Regions from separate parts of the Mus musculus genome. Here all the other regions are linked to region 2. The links are chromatin contacts, called in public HiChIP or PLAC-seq and promoter capture Hi-C maps. All regions are on one chromosome and are shown on one strand. The core of a region is the stretch at or near the end of the contact, and the rest is flanking DNA. Distances in the headings are between cores, read along the strand shown. Region 1 holds the start of Brd3 (bromodomain containing 3). Region 2 holds the start of Ubac1 (ubiquitin associated domain containing 1). Region 3 holds the start of Vav2 (vav 2 oncogene). Region 4 holds the start of Slc2a6 (solute carrier family 2 (facilitated glucose transporter), member 6).

Evidence for each region. HiChIP or PLAC-seq counts read pairs in DNA pulled down with a chosen protein or histone mark. Capture Hi-C pulls out chosen DNA fragments and counts their contacts.
Region 1: a contact with region 2 is called in a FOXA1 HiChIP or PLAC-seq map of pancreatic cancer cells. The contact joins the promoter of Brd3 here to the promoter of Ubac1 in region 2. A contact is called at or near these places in 1 of 39 promoter capture datasets (liver), 2 of 115 datasets of contacts at active chromatin or transcription factors (astrocytes and pancreatic cancer cells) and 1 of 9 other capture datasets (liver).
Region 3: a promoter capture Hi-C map of adipose tissue shows a contact between it and region 2, with 3 times the contacts expected there. The contact joins the promoter of Vav2 here to the promoter of Ubac1 in region 2. A contact is called at or near these places in 1 of 39 promoter capture datasets (liver) and 1 of 9 other capture datasets (adipose tissue).
Region 4: an H3K4me3 HiChIP or PLAC-seq map of embryonic forebrain shows a contact between it and region 2, with 5 times the contacts expected there. The contact joins the promoter of Slc2a6 here to the promoter of Ubac1 in region 2. A contact is called at or near these places in 6 of 39 promoter capture datasets (hippocampal neurons, liver, neutrophils and 2 more) and 1 of 115 datasets of contacts at active chromatin or transcription factors (embryonic forebrain).

What each region holds. Positions count from the first base shown.
Region 1 is chr2:27,473,938-27,478,404 of GRCm38.p6, forward strand. It overlaps Brd3 (bromodomain containing 3), which reads right to left and starts at 1,736. Exons shown (of 12, transcript NM_001113573.1): 1 at 1,640-1,736.
Region 2 is chr2:26,019,699-26,023,799 of GRCm38.p6, forward strand. Ubac1 (ubiquitin associated domain containing 1) reads right to left here and starts at 2,062. Exons shown (of 10, transcript NM_133835.2): 1 at 1,699-2,062. The coding sequence starts at 1,836.
Region 3 is chr2:27,425,754-27,429,799 of GRCm38.p6, forward strand. Vav2 (vav 2 oncogene) reads right to left here and starts at 1,855. Exons shown (of 28, transcript NM_009500.2): 1 at 523-1,855. The coding sequence starts at 726.
Region 4 is chr2:27,026,627-27,030,722 of GRCm38.p6, forward strand. Slc2a6 (solute carrier family 2 (facilitated glucose transporter), member 6) reads right to left here and starts at 1,372. Exons shown (of 10, transcript NM_172659.2): 1 at 1,191-1,372; 2 at 515-677. The coding sequence starts at 1,279.

The DNA.
Region 1 (4,467 bases), core at 486-2,985, 1.5 Mb after region 2:
GATCGCCACAGATTCCTGGTGTCTTGCTAAAGCAGTGGACCCGGAGTTTATAAGCAAGGTCAGGAAGAAATTACCCCCACCTCCTGAACTGTCAAGCTTGTACCTCACCTCTCATGATCTACAGCCAACAGTGCACATCAAGGCCTCCAACAGAACAAACAGCAAACAGGCCTCTATTTGCGAATGAGAGGCCACACTCAGGGCCACTCAAAAAAGGTCACTGGGGCTTGGGGCTTGATCCTTGGAGTCCTTCCTTTCCTGGACCCTGGAAAGCCTGTGAGAAACTCACTTCAAGCAGCACAGCAGAGATCTCAGATCTCTTCAGGGGCACCCCCACCCCCAGTAATGCACACCACTAAGAAAGTGCAAAACAAAAGGGGGGGGGGATGGACGACACAACAACCAGCTTGTCCTCATGGGTTAAGGGGGACAGGACCTGAGCCCTTCAATTCCTTCACTCATTTCTCTTCCTGCACCCAGTCCCATGTTAGCCACTGAAGAACACAAGAATGACCTCAGAGACACAAACTTATACAGTTAAGAAGTTTAAGGTAGAGAAACAACAGCTGTGCACTTATTTCTGGCAGAAAGCTCTTAATCAAAATTGCAAAGGGCAGAGCCTTAAAATTGAGCCCTAAAGTATGAACTCACAAAAGGTATGCCCCGGCTCCCAGTGAGCCCCCTTCCCGCTCCTTACCGCCCCCCCCCCGCCGCCCCAGGGCAAGAAGACTGTTTATGGCTTCCTCGTTAGCCCTGCCCCCGTCGCAGCAACTGGTGGAGAGAACTTCCCCAAGCCGCCAGGATTTTTCACCGGGAATCCTCAAGAACCTTACATACGAGAGGCTTTGGGGTGCGCATTCCTCACCCAACTAGCTTGCGTGTTATACACGAAGTAAGAAAAAGACGTGCACCCCACCCCTTCCACCTCAATCCGAATCGACCTCGCCCGGATTAAGTACTCGTTTAGGCTGATTTCAAAACATGAACTGGGTTTCCTCCTGGCCTGGCTGCAATAATCCAGTAACTCGTAAGCGCGCAAAGTCGTCTCCCGGGCCATAACTCTGCAAATGCAGCCGCCGCCCCCCAAGCCACGCCGCGGCTGCCCCACTTGCAAGGCTCCAGCGGTGTCCAGGCCCAGCCTGGCCTGCCCTGCGACGATCCGCCCTAAGTGGCGCCGGAGCGACCCTGGGCACACCGCGCGCACCTTCCCGCGCCGCGCATCCTCCAGGCAGTCCCCTTCGGAAGATGGCGGGCAGAGGAAAAGGGGAAAGGAAAAAAAAATCCCTTCCGTGAGGGAGGGCTGGCGCAGAGAGCGCGGGCTGTGCCAAGTCCAGGCTGGGCGCTCCGACCAAGGCGACGCCTCCCAGTCCGGCCCGAGGCGACCGGCAAGCCGCGGGCGCACAGCGCAAGGCGGAGGGCAGCGGAGCCCGCGCAGTCGCTGCGACCCCGGGCAGGCGGCCGCCCCGCTTTGTTGCATCGCGGCCGCGCACAAAGGCGGCGGCCCCGGGCTCCGGGCTTCGAGACGCGCGGGAGGCCTGCACCATGCGTTCCGGGCCGTGTTCTCTCAGCCAAGTCCGCCGCCGCCACCGCCACCGCCGCCGCCGCCCAGAGTGTACAAGGAAACGAGAAAAAGGCGTACTTGGCCTAGGCGGCTCCAGCGCCGTCTGCTCCCGGCCCGCGCGGCCGGCTCCTCTTTGGCTCGCCGGCCCCGGCAGCATAATAGACGCGCCGGAGCTGTACAGGGCTCATGCGCTACGCCGCGGCGCCTGGCGGGAGTCGTAGTCCGCGCCCGGGCTCGCGCCAGGGCCGCCCAGGGGAGGCCGAGGCGCACGGACTACATGTCCCGGCCCCGCCGGCGCCACGCCGTGCCCCGCCCCGCGCGCCCCCGGCCGCCCGCCCGGCCGCCCTGGCCGCCAGCGGGCCCGGCCTAGGGGCGCGTGGGGGCGGGGCTGGGAGGTTGCCCGCCAGGACCCGAGGCGACGCTGGAACCTTGGCCCGCCCGCGCGCCTTCACTTTAGCGTTCTCAGCCACACGCAGGGAATAAGAACTGGTGGGCGGATTTCCAGAAGCCTAGGAAAACGTGGGAAAGGCGGGAACGCAGTTAGCACCCTGGGGTCACTACCCGGGTACCCCGAGGCCTCCCTCAAACCCCGAATGCTCACAAGCAGGGAGGCGCGCACCGGCCCCAGCCCATGTTTGTAAACAAACCGCGCGCCTAATTAGCCTGGCGAGGGCGCGCGCAGGGCGGTCCTTGCCAGGGAGGAGTCGCGATCAATCCCGCCCCAAAATCCTGGGGCGGGTTGAAGACCTGGGGACTCCGTAAGAGACCTGGCTGGTGGTGCCGGAAAAAGGCGGATTCTCCAAAGCTAGACACCAGTAAGGGATGCTTCAGGCTGTGCCAGCCAACTTTCCCTCTCTGGAGTCTCAGTGTGTCCCCATGTGCCTATGGAAAGACAGGAATGAGATTAAGTCCCGCCCTTTTTCTGCGTTTTGAAAGGGTTAGGACGGGGTCACACTTCAGATCTTGGTTTTGGTGAAAATTACAATGGTGCCTACGTTAGTCAGTTTTTATCCAGTTGTAATTTAAGGTGGGTGTGTGATAGACCCCAACAAAAACGTTACAAACAAAACAAGTTTTTCCATCAGTGCCCGCTGAACCTGCCTGCCAATGCAGGGTTCCAATTCTGCTGTGAGCTGGACCTATTCCAAGATCCTGGTGTCACTGAGTTTATTTCTGGCTGAGCGGGCACTTTGCTGCATGCAAGAAATGCACAGGTGGTTATGGTATTAAATACCAGACACACACACACACACACACACACACACACACGTACACACACACATACACACACATACACAACGAATATGTTCTGTACCTGAAAATGAAAAAGGCTCAAGAAGGCAAAGTGACATCCTTGGTCTCAGAGGTCCCAAGCTCCAAGCCCAGGGTCCTTGGAAGAGATTTGAGGACAAGCTGGAGCCTCTCCAGGCTCTTCTTGTCTCCTCTTTGGTCTACAGCATGGGTGCTTCTCACACCCTGGGGCGAGGTGGCCACTGCAAGGAAGCCCTGCTGTTTAGTCGCAGACTGAACACAGGGTAGGAGAGCAAGACCTGGGAGGCTCTAAGTTAGAGTCCTTAAACTCTTGAACCCAGGCTCCCCAGCAAAGCCATGACTGGGAGCTTGCAGAACTGCAGTCACCTTGCAGGTTCTATTATCATTCCTGCCATCTGGGTCTCACCTTTCTGGACACACTGAGCACTCTGGCTACTAGGACAAGGGACTTGCCAGTTAACTTTTTAAACAAAACCCAGAAAACTCTGTGTGTGTGTGTGAGTGTGTGTGTAACTATGTATGTGTGTGTGTAACTATGTACATGTGTGTAACTATGTGTTTGTAACAGTGTGTGTAACTGTGTGTGTGACTGTGCATGTGTGCGTAACTGTGTATGTGTGTAACTATGTGTGTGTAACTGTGTATGTGTATATAACTGTGTGTGTAACAGTGTATGTGTGTGTAACTGTAACTGTGTATAACTGTGTACATGTGCGTAACTATGTGTGTGTAACTGTGTGTAATTAGGTGTGTGTATAACTGTGTATGTGTATGTAACTGTGTGTGTAACTGTGTATTGTGTAACTGTGTGTGTAACAGTGTATGTGTGTGTAACTATGTATAACTATGTGTGTAACTGTGTATGTGTGTGTAACAGTGCATGTGTGTGTAACAGTGTATGTGTGTGTAACTATGTATAACTGTGTGTGTGTGTAACTGTGTATGTGTATGTAACTGTATGTGTACCTGTGTATGTAACTTTGTGTGTCTAACTGTATGTGTGTAACTGTATGTGTGTCTAACTATGTGTGTAACTGTATGTGTGTGTGTGTAACTGTGTATGTGTGTGTGTACATGTGGCACAGAGCACATGTGGAAATTAGAGGACAGTGTGAGAGCCAGCACTCCCCTTCTACCACATAAGACTCGAACTGGAATCACCAGGCTCAGACACAAGTTCCTCAACTGCCTGAGGCATCTCTCACAGGCTTAGTGACTCACCAGTTTAAAAGACCCCTTGGGGCTGAAGAGGTGGCAGTGTACTTAGGAGACCCTATTGCTCTTGCAGAGGATCTGGGTTCCATTCCCAGTACCAACCCTCTTGTGAAGTCCATGGGTACCAGGTATGCACACAGCATTATTACATAAACAACTGGTAAAAGTAGAGCACCCACATAATGTGAAGTCAGTCTTTCAAATATATTTTTAAAGATTCTATCATATACCTTCCAAGCCCCCACCCAAAAAGATCTGCACCCAGGCTTGATCTTGTAGGGCAATGGGCATGTGCCAGGCTTCCTGAGGCTGTCTGCCATGTCCGTGCTAGCTTCTGAACTCTCAGTGAGATGCTCCTAGGAGTTCACAAGAATTGGGGTGTCTCCAAGGCCTAGTGTCCCAGAGGCCTTAAGGAAGCA
Region 2 (4,101 bases), core at 812-3,311:
TAGAATGCTGTGAAATTCTCCTGCTGCTTCAGCCCTCTGCCCTGGAAAATGTGGAGTAGAATAGTCTCAATTTAAACAAGAATAATGACAAAAATGGTCAAAATGATACAACTCCAATATCAACTGGAATATTAAACATCACAAATAATTAGCATCATATCAAAACCTGCTGCCTAAGCCTAACCATACTGCCCCTAAAATGTATTAGCAAGCATCTGTGAATCATCTCCCTACCCCCTTCATAGAATACTGCCATGCTCATTACGTATATCCACACCACAAGTGAGTTAGGCAAGAGATCACAGCAGTGAAGGTGACATCCCATGCTCATGTGGTTTGAGGCTGACACCTTTCATTCCTTCAATCCTTACACCGACTTTGAAGTTACTCCAAGCTCAGCCCCCGAGGAACTGACCTAGGAGATGACACAGCATAGTACTAGGCCAGCATGGATGCTAGGGAACAGTCTAGATGCCCAAGGAGGCCCCAGTCTTTAAGCTTCTGCTGAGCCTCTGGGTCTTGCTATTGAGAAAATCCACAGGCTCAACACAAGCTTAAAGGTTGGGGACTCCTTGGGCAGTCTAAAATACATTTTGTCCTGTATGTGAGCCTCATTGAGGTGAACCACAGACACTGAGACCCACGGTTACTCAACATCTAATGCACTGCAGAAGAGGGGCTTGAAACAGATCTCTTGGAGCCTGCCTGACATTACACACTGACTACACAAAGGCACACAGATGATAAACTACCCTTTGCAAGCAGCTGCTATAGTAACTTGAAGACTGCCTTTAGAGGAAACACAATGCTGAACTTTAACACAACCTACTGCTGTAGATCCCTAACTTTCCGAAGAGTCCCCTCTAAAAAGCTATCTGGCACTAATCTTGTCTGGCATGGTGCTTCCATAGGCTACCAGTGTCTAACAGACATCTGTTTCATCTTCAACTGGGAGCAGTTAGAGCCAGGAAGGCTTCAAGAACTAATTCCAAGACTTAACTAAAACTAAAAGGCTAACTATAGTACAACGTTCACTGAATGTAAGTAAACTTAACAAATGCCACTTGCTGGCAGGAGACAGTCATCCTGGACCTTCCCACTCAATCAACTGTTGCCCCAATAGAAAGTAGAAGCCAAGGAACTTGTCCCACAGTGACACTATTTTAAGTGACTACTGCTAAGTGTCAAGTCCCGGCCATGGGCTCCTAGCAGCTGGCTCCTCAGGCAAGGAGCCAGTCCTCTTATAATGGGATCTAGTTACTTCCAGCTTCTGGAGGAAACTAAAAGCTCATCCCAACAGCAGGCAAGCCCCAAGGCTAGAAAACCATGATCCCTTGCCTTTGCCTCTCCCAGTCTCTGTTCACTCTCGCCTTCACCTCCCTAGCACGTTGCAGAAATTAAATAAAGCTCGCTCAACAGCGGGGGCCAGATGCTCTTCTCTGAGCACTAGGTTTGTGATTGGAGGAGCGGAAGGCGCTGCCCAGGCCCGGAGGAGCGAAGGCTGGGAGCAGCGGGCTGCACGGCAGGGACTGGGGACCGGTCCAGGAAGAAGCGAAAATCTGGCGTCTAGGTAGAGATAGGAGTGTCGGGGCAACCAGAAGGCTGGGGACTGGGGCGGAGTCTGGGACATAAGTCTAGGTTTCTGGTTTTCAGAACGGAGGCAGAGGTGGAACTGGGTCGTAAGGAGCTCGGCCTTACATGTTTGAGGCAACTCTCCTTGAGCTTCTCCACCGATGTGTCCTCGGTCGCCTCCTCCAGCCACTCGGCGCCGTCGGCTGCGCAGATGTGCAGCCGAAGCACCTTGCCCGCGAAGATCTTCTCCTCCTGCACGAACATCGCGCCGCCGCCCGGGCCTGCACCCGCCGCCCGAACCAGTGAAGGTCACTGAGGCTGGCGGGAGGACCAGGGGCGGGGCCGGGCCGCCGTGCGCTCCTTCGCTGGCCGCCGCCGCCCCGCCCCGGCTCCTGTCAGCTCCGCCGCCCGTCACTGAAGGGGCAGGAGCTGTACCCTTGCTGCCACTGCCCGTGTCGCCGTAGCCGCCCGGAGCGCGCGGTCGCAGCCGCGCCGGAAGTGCGTAATGAGCGCCCGTGGGTATGCCGGGAAATGTGGTTTTTTTTTGGCAGGCATTCTGCTGTTGCCCACCCCACCCCCCGCACCCCCCGCCCGCACCGCGCCGGAAATAGGTAAAGTGCACCAAGGCACGCCGGGAGTTGTCGTTCCCAGGCAGGCTCACGGCCCCCTTACCAAAAATTAATGTGTGAGGTGGGTCAGATGCATACCGGGAGTTGTAGTTCTCCATATACCTCATTCCTTCAGCACCTCCCAGCCTTGTTACCTGATTTGCTGGTCTGTTGGAATTGAAAAGGGCTCCGGAGTCAAGTACACAAGATAATACGTCTGGGTCAGGGCACTAGAAATGTGTCACAGTTGTAAGTGCTTGTATGCCATGCACAAAGCCCTGGGTTTGCTCCTCGGCGCAGCATACGCCTGGCACAGGTTTATAATCCTGAACGTTTAGGCAGAACCAGAAGGTCAAACAGGTCATCCTTGACTACATAATGAGTTCAGAACCACTCTGGAATACAAGCCTGCATAAAACACATACAAATGCGCGTGCGTACACACACACACACACACACACACACACACACACACACACACACACACGCATGCGCGCACACACTCACACATACGGGATGGGGGGCCCTGGCTCGGTGGTTAGGATTACTTTCTACTCTTGCTGAGGATCCTGTGTTTCTCAGAACCCACAATGGTGCTTCAGAATTATCTTGAAGATCAGACACACTGTTGATACATATATGTAAGCACAATACTTACAAAATAAATCTTTTTAAGCTAAAAAAAAACAAATAAAAAATAAATAATATCATAATTATTAGTGATCCAGGAATGGTGGTGTGGAGGTAGGAGGAACAGTTCAAGTTCATAGTCATCTTTGACAAGATCCATGAGCTCTTGCCACAGATCTGTGTCTTGGCAGATGGTACAGAACTAAGCAATAAGGGTTGTGAGGAGTGGGTCTGAGGCCCCTCCAGCTGGTCTTCAAGTTCCCCAGGCCTCTCCCCAACAAACCCCTTGCTCTTTGTCCAAAGCCTAGGCTACTAAGCCCCAGTCTTCAGAGGCCTAATGTCCTCTTTCTCTTGGAAGCCTGTCATGGTGCCACCTAGGGCATAATAAGAATGTTTGCAAGTATTTCCACATAGCCCATTCAGCATCCTACCACTGGATATACTGAAAGAAGTACCCAGAGGGACACGGGACAAGTCCCTTCCATATGCTTGATCTGGCTCTCCAGGATTCCCAAGAGTGAAGTGAGCAGAAGGAATTGTGGAGACAGTGATCTTTGCAATGTGTGTATGAGGTCCCTTTGGAGCTGGAGACAACAGATCCTCTCCTCCAAAACCTCCAGGCTTCTATGTGAACACAGAGATACCCCTCAGAGCACTATGAGGAAGGATAGGCTGCCCAGCCTCCCAGGTCAGCCTTACTACAGAAGCCCGGCAGGCACAGCTCTGTGGGTGCTCATGCAGTATTCAAGGGAGAATGCATCTCCCTCTACTCACCAGCTGGGCTAAGGCAAGGAGCTTGCATGGAGACTCAGCTTCTGCCCATCTGGTGCCATTCTGTACCTTGTCCAGTTTCAGTCTCTGCTTCAGAGAACATGCTGTCCCCTCCCTGCCTGCCTATAGGAAGGCGCGTGCTCGTAGAGTACCTGCTGTTTATGCTGGGGATGCAACGGGGAGGGTTGAGTGAAGTTCCTTGGCTGGCAGATCCTGTTTTCCTGCGATGGGCCAGCCAGACAAGGCTCTGAAGACTCTTTTTTTCTTTTTAAAGATTTATTTATTTATTTATTTATTTATTTTATTTATTTATTATATGTAAGTACACTGTAGCTGTCTTCAGACACTCCAGAAGAGGGCGTCAGATCTCGTTACGGATGGTTTTGAGCCACCATGTGGTTGCTGGGATTTGAACTCAGGACCTTTGGAAGAGCAGTCAGTGCTCTTACCCGCTGAGTCATCTCACCAGCCCGAAGACTCTTAATTAAAGCAACAGAAATTAGTTTTAGCCACCCCAGAG
Region 3 (4,046 bases), core at 605-3,104, 1.4 Mb after region 2:
CGCTCCCTCCGGCCGTAGCACCCCACCCGGCCCGGCCCCTCCGCCGAGCTGCGGGTAACAGTAGCCACCACTCCACCTCATCCTTCAACGGCTCCAACTCAACCTCCATGGGCTCCGGTCGTCTGGCACGCAGCCGGGGACGTGACCCCCAGCGTGGCACGCACCCGGTTGGAAGGGACACTCGGGGACCCGGGCCTAGACGCAACACTGCAGTGCTGGGCGTTACACCGAGGCTGGAGTCGCCCTCCACCAGGCAGCCGTAGACTGGGGAGCCGGCGCACACAAACCGTTCCCGCGGCGGTGGTAGCGCGCCCTAGACTGGGGGACTTTAGCCAACTTCGCGCCTTCGGGGACCGCCGCTCTCTAGAGCGGGAAGAGGAGACCGGGATGTGACCTGCTCTGCACTGACCCCTGAGCCAGAAGCTCCGGCCAGAGAACCTGGGCCTCCCGCGGCCCACGCTCCAGTCAATGCGCCCCTCAGATCGCACACCCGAGTCCCTCCTGCAGTGCCGGGACCCTCACCTGGGACATCTGCGGCCGGAAGTTGATGTCCTTAAGGTCGATGGAACCGGGGGAGAGGTTGTGCAGCAGCTGGCACAGAAGGACGCCGTCGCGCAGCGCCTGCGCCAGGTCGAAGACCACCGCCGAGGGCCACACGACGCGGTGGTTGGGCGGCAGGACCTTGCAGTCGATGAGCCAGCGGCCGCATTGCCGCCACTGCTCCATGGCGCCCGCGGCGCCTGTGCGCTCGCCGCTGCGGCCGCTGGCCAGCTGGCTCAGGGTAGCGCTCCGGCCAAAGTGCGGTGACCGCGGGGCATCCCGCCCGCCCGCGCGGGGCTCGGCCGCCGGGGCGGGGCTTCGCGCAGGCGGCCCCGGGTCCCCGCTGCGCGGCCGCACGGCCCTCCTCTTCCTCCTCCTCCTCTTCGGGCTACTAGCCGGCCGCCGCTCCCGCCCACGTGCGGCCAACCGGCGCTCGCGGGGCAGCGTGCGGGGTCCCTCTTTCACACACACAAGTCCGCTCGTGCTCCGGCCGGGGCTCCACGCCTCCTGCAGTCGCAGCGCTTCTCGATCCGCCCCTCTGGGCGCCGCATTCTGAGCTCCGGGCGCCCCGCTTCGGCCACCGCTCCTGCCCCACCCGAGACAAAGGCGCAGCGGGTCGCTCGCTCCCTGCGTCCGGCGCCTGAGCTGCTCGCTCCACCGTCGCTTTGTTCGCCGGGCCCGCGGGCTCTACGCCACTCGCGGGGCACTGGGACTCCGAGGCTCCGCGGCTCCTAGGCGCTGGGGGTGCAGGGGGCGCGGCCACGGCCGGGCGGGGCCGGGGGCGGAGCTGGCACCTTCACCCGGCACCTCCCCGGAGACCCAAGCACCGCCTCCAACCCGTCCTCCCACTTCCTGCCCCTGGGCCGCCAGCGAAAGTTGAGGAAGGCGGGGCTCCTGAGCAGGCTCCCCGCCCACGACTTTCCCTAGGTGCACGTGGAGGCTGGAGGTCTTTCTTGCGGTGCGATGAGGCCGCCGCACGGCAGAAGAGACTAGAAGATGACCGCGGTAACGCTGGGTGCCCTTGCAGGGTCTTTCGGCAAAGATAGACCCCAGAACGCGAACCAGGCTGGCCTACACACCCTACGCCCCTATGGCCTCTTCCAGTCCTCTGTCCTTGCCAGGGTCCGCAAGACACTCCGCCTCCACAATAACGGAGAGAGGGGGAAAAAAATCCTTCACTTTCAGCCCCCTTGATTGTCTAGTGGGAGGTGCTGGAGAGATAGACCGTGTTGTGTCCTGAGGACATTGTGACAGTGGGAGGGACTTCAAAAGCATAAATAACTGATTTTTGTGATTAAAATTAATTTGCTCTGGACAGTATCAGGAGCTGTGGGTTCTTGGTAAAGAAGAAGGGAACCCCACAAAGCCAAGTCTTCTATGAGACTGGTGTCATGAAAGGGAGCTAGAAGAGAGGAAAGTGACCAGTTTCCAAGAGCCGAGCTTTTGTGGGCGGTGTTCTGTCAGCCCCTGCCTCTCTCAGTTTACCTGGGCCAGGGAAGGATGACAGATCTGTCCCCTGCACCCAGGGAAGTCCCTCCCAGAAAGGCCTCTCTCTGCAGGAAGTCCCATCACCTGCCCCACCTAAGGAGGAAGCATGAACCCTAATCCTAGAGATCCGGCAGAGAAGCCAGGTAGAGCCTTCAGCCCCTCTACTTCACCTCTGAATAGCTTCAGGGGAAGGACCTCCTGCGGACTGGGGGTTAAATCGTCCAAAGCACAGGGCTACAGGCAGACCCTCCAGCATCTCCCTAAGAGTCATTCAACACCCTGCACCAAAGGGAGGAAAAAGAAAGAAGGAAAGAAAGGAGATTGCAAAGCTGAAAGCAAAGCACCCTGCTAAATGCTGCTGCATTCATGCCTTGGCGTGTGTACCCAGGGAGCTCTCTCACAGAAAAGAGGCCTCTGTGCTCCCAGCACTCCAGCCTTCCTGCCTCATCAGAAGCTAAGACCAGGTCTAGGACAAACGAATTTTGCCATCCAATCAAGCGTTCGTCTGCTGCCCCCTGGTGGTCTTGAGGGCAATGGCATCAGCTGACAGCCTAGATGCTACAAAAGAGGGGTCTGTCTGTCTTTGAGGGGCTGTAGTGCAGAGCATATAGTGGAGTTAGCATGTCAGTCCTCCAAGTCAGAAGATCCAGGCCTCCTGGCACCAGCAGAACTCTCTGGTACCCAATTCCTTATCTGGCTAGTGGGGACATCACTCATCTCGGAAATAATAGAAAGGATGAATGAAGAAAAGCTGGGTGGGAAGTATTCCAGGTGTCTGTTGTGCATGTGTAGGTCAGAGTTCACGAGCTCAAAACAAACATGCGGAGGACTGGTAAAGGGGATCTTTCTCCTCACCCATTCTCTCAGCCCAGAACTGTTCACCAGGATTGCCCTCTGGAAGTGTCCAAGAGAAGTGTACCTCCCCACTTTGGTCATGAGCACCACTGAAAGCCACTTGTGCTGAATACCAGAGCTCTGCAGTGAACTGAGCAGACGAAACCCTGAGGTAGGAACTGTCAACCCCAGCCACATGTCTGGGATGTGGGAAGTGGGCCACCAACTAACCATGCACGAGGCTTCAGAGAAGAATGCCCCTGGAAAGGGGTAGCAGGTCTCCTGGGAGCTCTTACGGGATAGGGGCAAGCATGGCTATGGAGAGCCAGGCCTCGTCCAGAGGCAGTTCTACATCATAACGGAACTAAACATCTCTGTCTTCCCAGTCATGAGCTGGTCAGCTACAGCGTATTCTTTTATGGACTCTGATGTTAACTCCCCACTTCTAATTTGCCAGCAAGTTTCAGATTCTGAGCACTGCCAGCTCTGCCACCACCAAGGTCTATGTTCCTCCCCTTGGGTTCCTCAGCAGCCCGCTTCTACCTTGCCTTTCAGTCTGCCCTCCACAGCCAGCAAGGACCGAACCAAATCTAGATGCAACCCTGTCACTCTGTGACAGCACAAAACAAGCCCTTTGTGGTACTCAGCTCTCTAAAGATAAAATCTTTAGGCCTAGGGCTCTTTAAAAGAACACTGTTTGACAAGCATGAGGCCCCATCTCTAGCCCTTACAGCAGCGATTCTCAACCTGTGGGTCTGGACCCCTTGGGGCTAGGTTGCCTAAGACCATTCAAAGACACGGATATTTACATCATGAATCATAACAGTAACAAAAATTAGTTTTGATGTAACATAATATAATTGCAGTGAAAAATAATGTTATGGTTAGAGGTCACCACAACATGAGGTTGTGTTCAATACAGTTGTATTAAAGGGTCACAGCAAGCCGGGTGTGGTGGCGCACTCCTTTAATCCCAGCACTCGGGAGGTAGAGGCAGGCGGATTTCTGAGTTCGAGGCCAGCCTGGTCTACAAAGTGAGTTCCAGGACAGCCAGGGCTACACAGAGAAACCCTGTCTCGAAAAAACAAAAAGAAAAAAGAGAAAGAAAGAAAAGAAAAGAAACAAAGGGTCACAGCATTAAGAAGGTTGAGAACCACTGTCTTAAAGGAAAGGAAAAAGGAAAA
Region 4 (4,096 bases), core at 122-2,621, 1.0 Mb after region 2:
TTTCACGAAGTGTCTAGCATGTGCTCAGCATGTGCTGTGCGCCTTGCACATTCCCACCCCATTTGAAATGCTCAGGAGACCCCAAATCTTTCCAGCTTTGCTGTCAAGTCGCAGTCCTAACTCAGGGTCTACTGACATTCTAACGTTAAAGTCTTGGGCTCCTGGGCTCTGTTTAGCCACGTTCTGTCCTTGTCCATATGGCACCTCTCATCCCGCTAGCATCTGGTGTGACTGCCTCCAGGCACCCAGGAGGATGTCAGCTCTGCTGTGGCAGCCTGGCTTTGGGTATGGGGTTGGGAAATCTTCCCCTCAGCCCTGGCCCACATCTCTGCAGGATGTCACTTCCTCATGTCACTTGCCATCACCGCTAGCAGACGGGAATGCGTGTTAGGGAGAGATACCGGTGCTCTAGGGGAGGTTCCAAGGCTAGGTGATTTTAGTTCCCTGTGGTAAGCAGGTTGAGTGGGCCCATGCTCCCTCCACTACCCCATCTGATTTAGAGAACAGGCCTCACCCCAAACCAGGATGCCTGGATTTTGTCCAGGTGTAGTGCTGGGTCAGAAGAGAGCTTCAGTTCAGGGATGACTGGAGATGTGTAGACCAAGGCATACCCAAAGCTGAAATTGCCCAGCACAGCGGCGAAGGTAGCCAGGAACACCCTTCTGTTTTTCAAGGCCCTGGTGGGGGATGGGGTAGAACCAAAGGACCAAGGACAAGTCCTTTAAATGGACCCTGAGTTCCCAGACTGCTGCCTTCCCCGAGCCCATGACCATCCAGCTCGGCAGATAACCAGGAGAGGCCTGGGTCCAGGGCCAGTCAAGTTGTCTTCAGGCCTTAGCAGCAGCTCTGGGAAATCCCCAGGCTGTCGGCTGGGGCTGGTGCCCGTTTTCTCCAGAAAAGAAATTGTGGTTTTTGCCTCCTGTTGTGATGCTCAAAGCTTGTTCTGTGATCTTAGGCAAGACCCATGTCCTCCCCCTGTGGCAGGTGGGGATCCCACCCAGTATTCCTTTGGAGGCTCTCTTCTTTATGGTGGTCCAGTTCTTTAAATAGGACTTGCGAGCATGCGGTAAGAAAGAGTCAGATGACTCTTGGTGGCCACTCACCAGAAGTCAGTAATGGCCCAAGATGTGTATCGTCTGCTGGAGATAAGGCCATCCCAACCTCCCATGCCCACACCCTGAGACTCTCACCCGGCTCGTTCTCTCTCTCCAGGAGTCGCGGGCACCTCGGGGAAGGTATCATAGTCGAGTCCCTCGGTTCTTAGCAGGGGTTCCTGCATGGCCAGCGCGGATGGTCAGATACAGCGGGACTCCACTGCAGAGCTAAAGCATCTGCCTGAGCCCTCAGCACAGCAGGCGAAGCTCCGCCCTACAGATGCGATTGGCTGCAGGGCGGCCCTGCAGAGCCGTGCTGTCCAATGAGACAGCCGCACGCCTCGGATGCAGGGTGCGATCGGGCTCCCGGGCGTGTCCCATCGCGTGCGCCTTGAGGCGCTGGATTCTGCCGGGGAAACCCGCTTCTAGGGCAGGGCCGCCTGAGCACCCTTTCGCCAGGCTAAGAGCGTGGACTGCTCCATGGCTGGGTCTGGCTTTATGGAGGAGAAGCCCAGAGAGTCGTAAGCTTGCCAAGGTCACACGGAGGATTGTTATTATTATATATTTTTTTATTATTGCCTTGCTTGGCCCTGTTCTGTGCCCTCTCCCGTCACATAGATGTCACTTCTACACCTGCCACTTCACTTCTCGCCTCCTAACCCTAGTTGACTCCAATGAATCACTACTTTGGGTGTGTACAGTAAGTAGGAGGAGGGTGGAGCAGAAACAATTAGGGGTAACTCCAGCAGGTGCCCTGCGGTGTCTCACCCCATAGCTGTGGACAAACCCCAAGGCTTCTCTCTGCTAGCAAGCAATCTGTCTCTGAGCTACATTCCTGATCTCTGGGATTTCCTGGTTGTCCAAATAGCTTGCACTGTTCAAAATCATTCCAGTAATGGTATAAAATGACCAAAAAAAACGAAACAGAAACTTCTCTAGGAGGTGGAAAAAGCCACAATCAAGATGCCTATCTGTGTCTTTGGACTTTTTCAGTCACAGGAGTGGACTTACTTCCTGTTCACATTTATAAACTGACCCTTTGTTACCAGGCTATTAAAACAGTAAAGGGTGTTGTAGAAGTCTCAGTTCCCCTTTAGAAACACTTCTAGAGAGGACAGTAGAGACCACAAAACTGCTGCGACCCACCCTGGCTGGACGTCTTTCCTTCCTGTGTTTGCCTTGCCTGTCTGTTACTTAGTGGGGAGGTGAACTTTCAGTGAGTGGTGTTCCACTTCACATCCAAGCTGAGTGTGTGTGTGTGTGTGTGTGTGTGTGTGTGTGTTATACATAATTTTGGGAGCCTGAGAGCACTGGCTGCTCTTGCAAGGACTCAGGTTTGATTTCCCAGCCCCACGGGTTGGCACACAACCCTCCTCTTACCTCCATTTCCAGGACAATTGGTGCCTTTTGGCATCAGCTTTTATGTGGTACAGACAAAACACCCAAACATGTGAAAAACTTAAGATATATAATTTTTAAATTTTATGTCTGTCTGTGAGTCTGTGCTCCTGAAGCTGAAATGATGGACTTGTAGGAGCTGGAGTTACAGGCCGGTCAGTCACCAAATAGTAATGGGAGCCAGAGCATATAGGACCTGGTCTTGTAACCGCTGAACCATCTCTTCAGGCCCCTTCCACTCCTTTGTCATTTGAGACAGGGTCTGATGTATTCCAAGCTGGCATCAAACTTTCTAGGTAGCCACCCACTTTAATTTTATCCTCTGGCCTCCACCTCCAATTGGGACTGCAGCCCTGGATTCATTCTGTGCTAGGGATTGGACCCAGGCAGGCACTACATTAACTGAGCCACAGCCCTATCTTACTCTGAGATAAGTTTCACCAGGTTGTCCAGACTGGCCTTTCAATACTCCTGCCTTAGACCACTAAATACTTGGGGTTGTTAGGTAGGTAGTCAGACATGCAATCTTGGTGGCCTTTGAGGACATCTCTCACACAATCAGTTCTGTATCCCACTTCCTGTGTCCTGGCAATGCAGCTTTTAAGGAAATGTCATAGTTGCTCCTTAAAAAATTTAAAAAAAAAAATGGGGGCGGAGGGGAAGGTCTCTCTATTTAGCTATGGGTGACCTGGAATTTACTATATTCCCTGGTGGCCTGCCAGGGATTATTTAAGGACCTTTTTTGAAAATATATTTTACTACATTTTGTTTGTTTATGTGTGTGTGTGTGTGTGTGTGTGTGTGTGTGTGTGTGTGTGTGTGAGAGAGAGAGAGAGAGAGAGAGTGAGTACCATAGAGAGAGAAGACATAAGTGAACAACTGGAGATAATCAGTTCTCTTCTTCTACCCTGTGGTCCCAGAAGCTGGACTCAGATTGTCTAGTTTAGGTAGCAAGCATCTTTACCCACTGAGCCATCTCACCAGCCCAGGACAGAGCGGGTCACTATATTCTGCTGGCAAGGCAAGTTCCCTGTGTCTTACCATGTTTCTTTCCCATGCTCCCATGTGGTCCTTGTCTGTGGGATGTGATGTAGGAGGGTGAAGCCTTTGACAGGCTCTTCTCATTTGGCTCACTGGGATGCTTTCTTTCCCTCACCCACCATTCCCATAACCAAGAATGACCTTGGCTCAAATTTAGGGGAAGAGAGGGGAGCAAAGAGAGCAGCTGGGGCTTGCCCCAATTTGGCACTGTGGGTTGGTCCCTGAAGCCCATGACAGAAAATGGAGGCACTGTTCAGCTTTGACCATGTGTGCTGTGTGTGATCCCAGGCTTCAGGGCCTTTCAGACGAAAAAAATTTACATGTTGCTCGAGTGTGCGTGTGCGCATGCGTGTGGTAGTGCATGCTGCATATGTGAAGGTCAGCGGCCAACTTGCAATAGTTGCTTCTCTTTTTCACATTTGCCTCAAATGAGAGCAAAGTTACACATGGGCACACTGTCCCTTCTTGCCTTTTCTTCTATGGGCTCCTGCCCCACTGGTAGTTTGTGAAAACAAGGATTGGGAGCCAAGCCCAAGCCGGTCCTAGTGACACTTCTGTTCCCC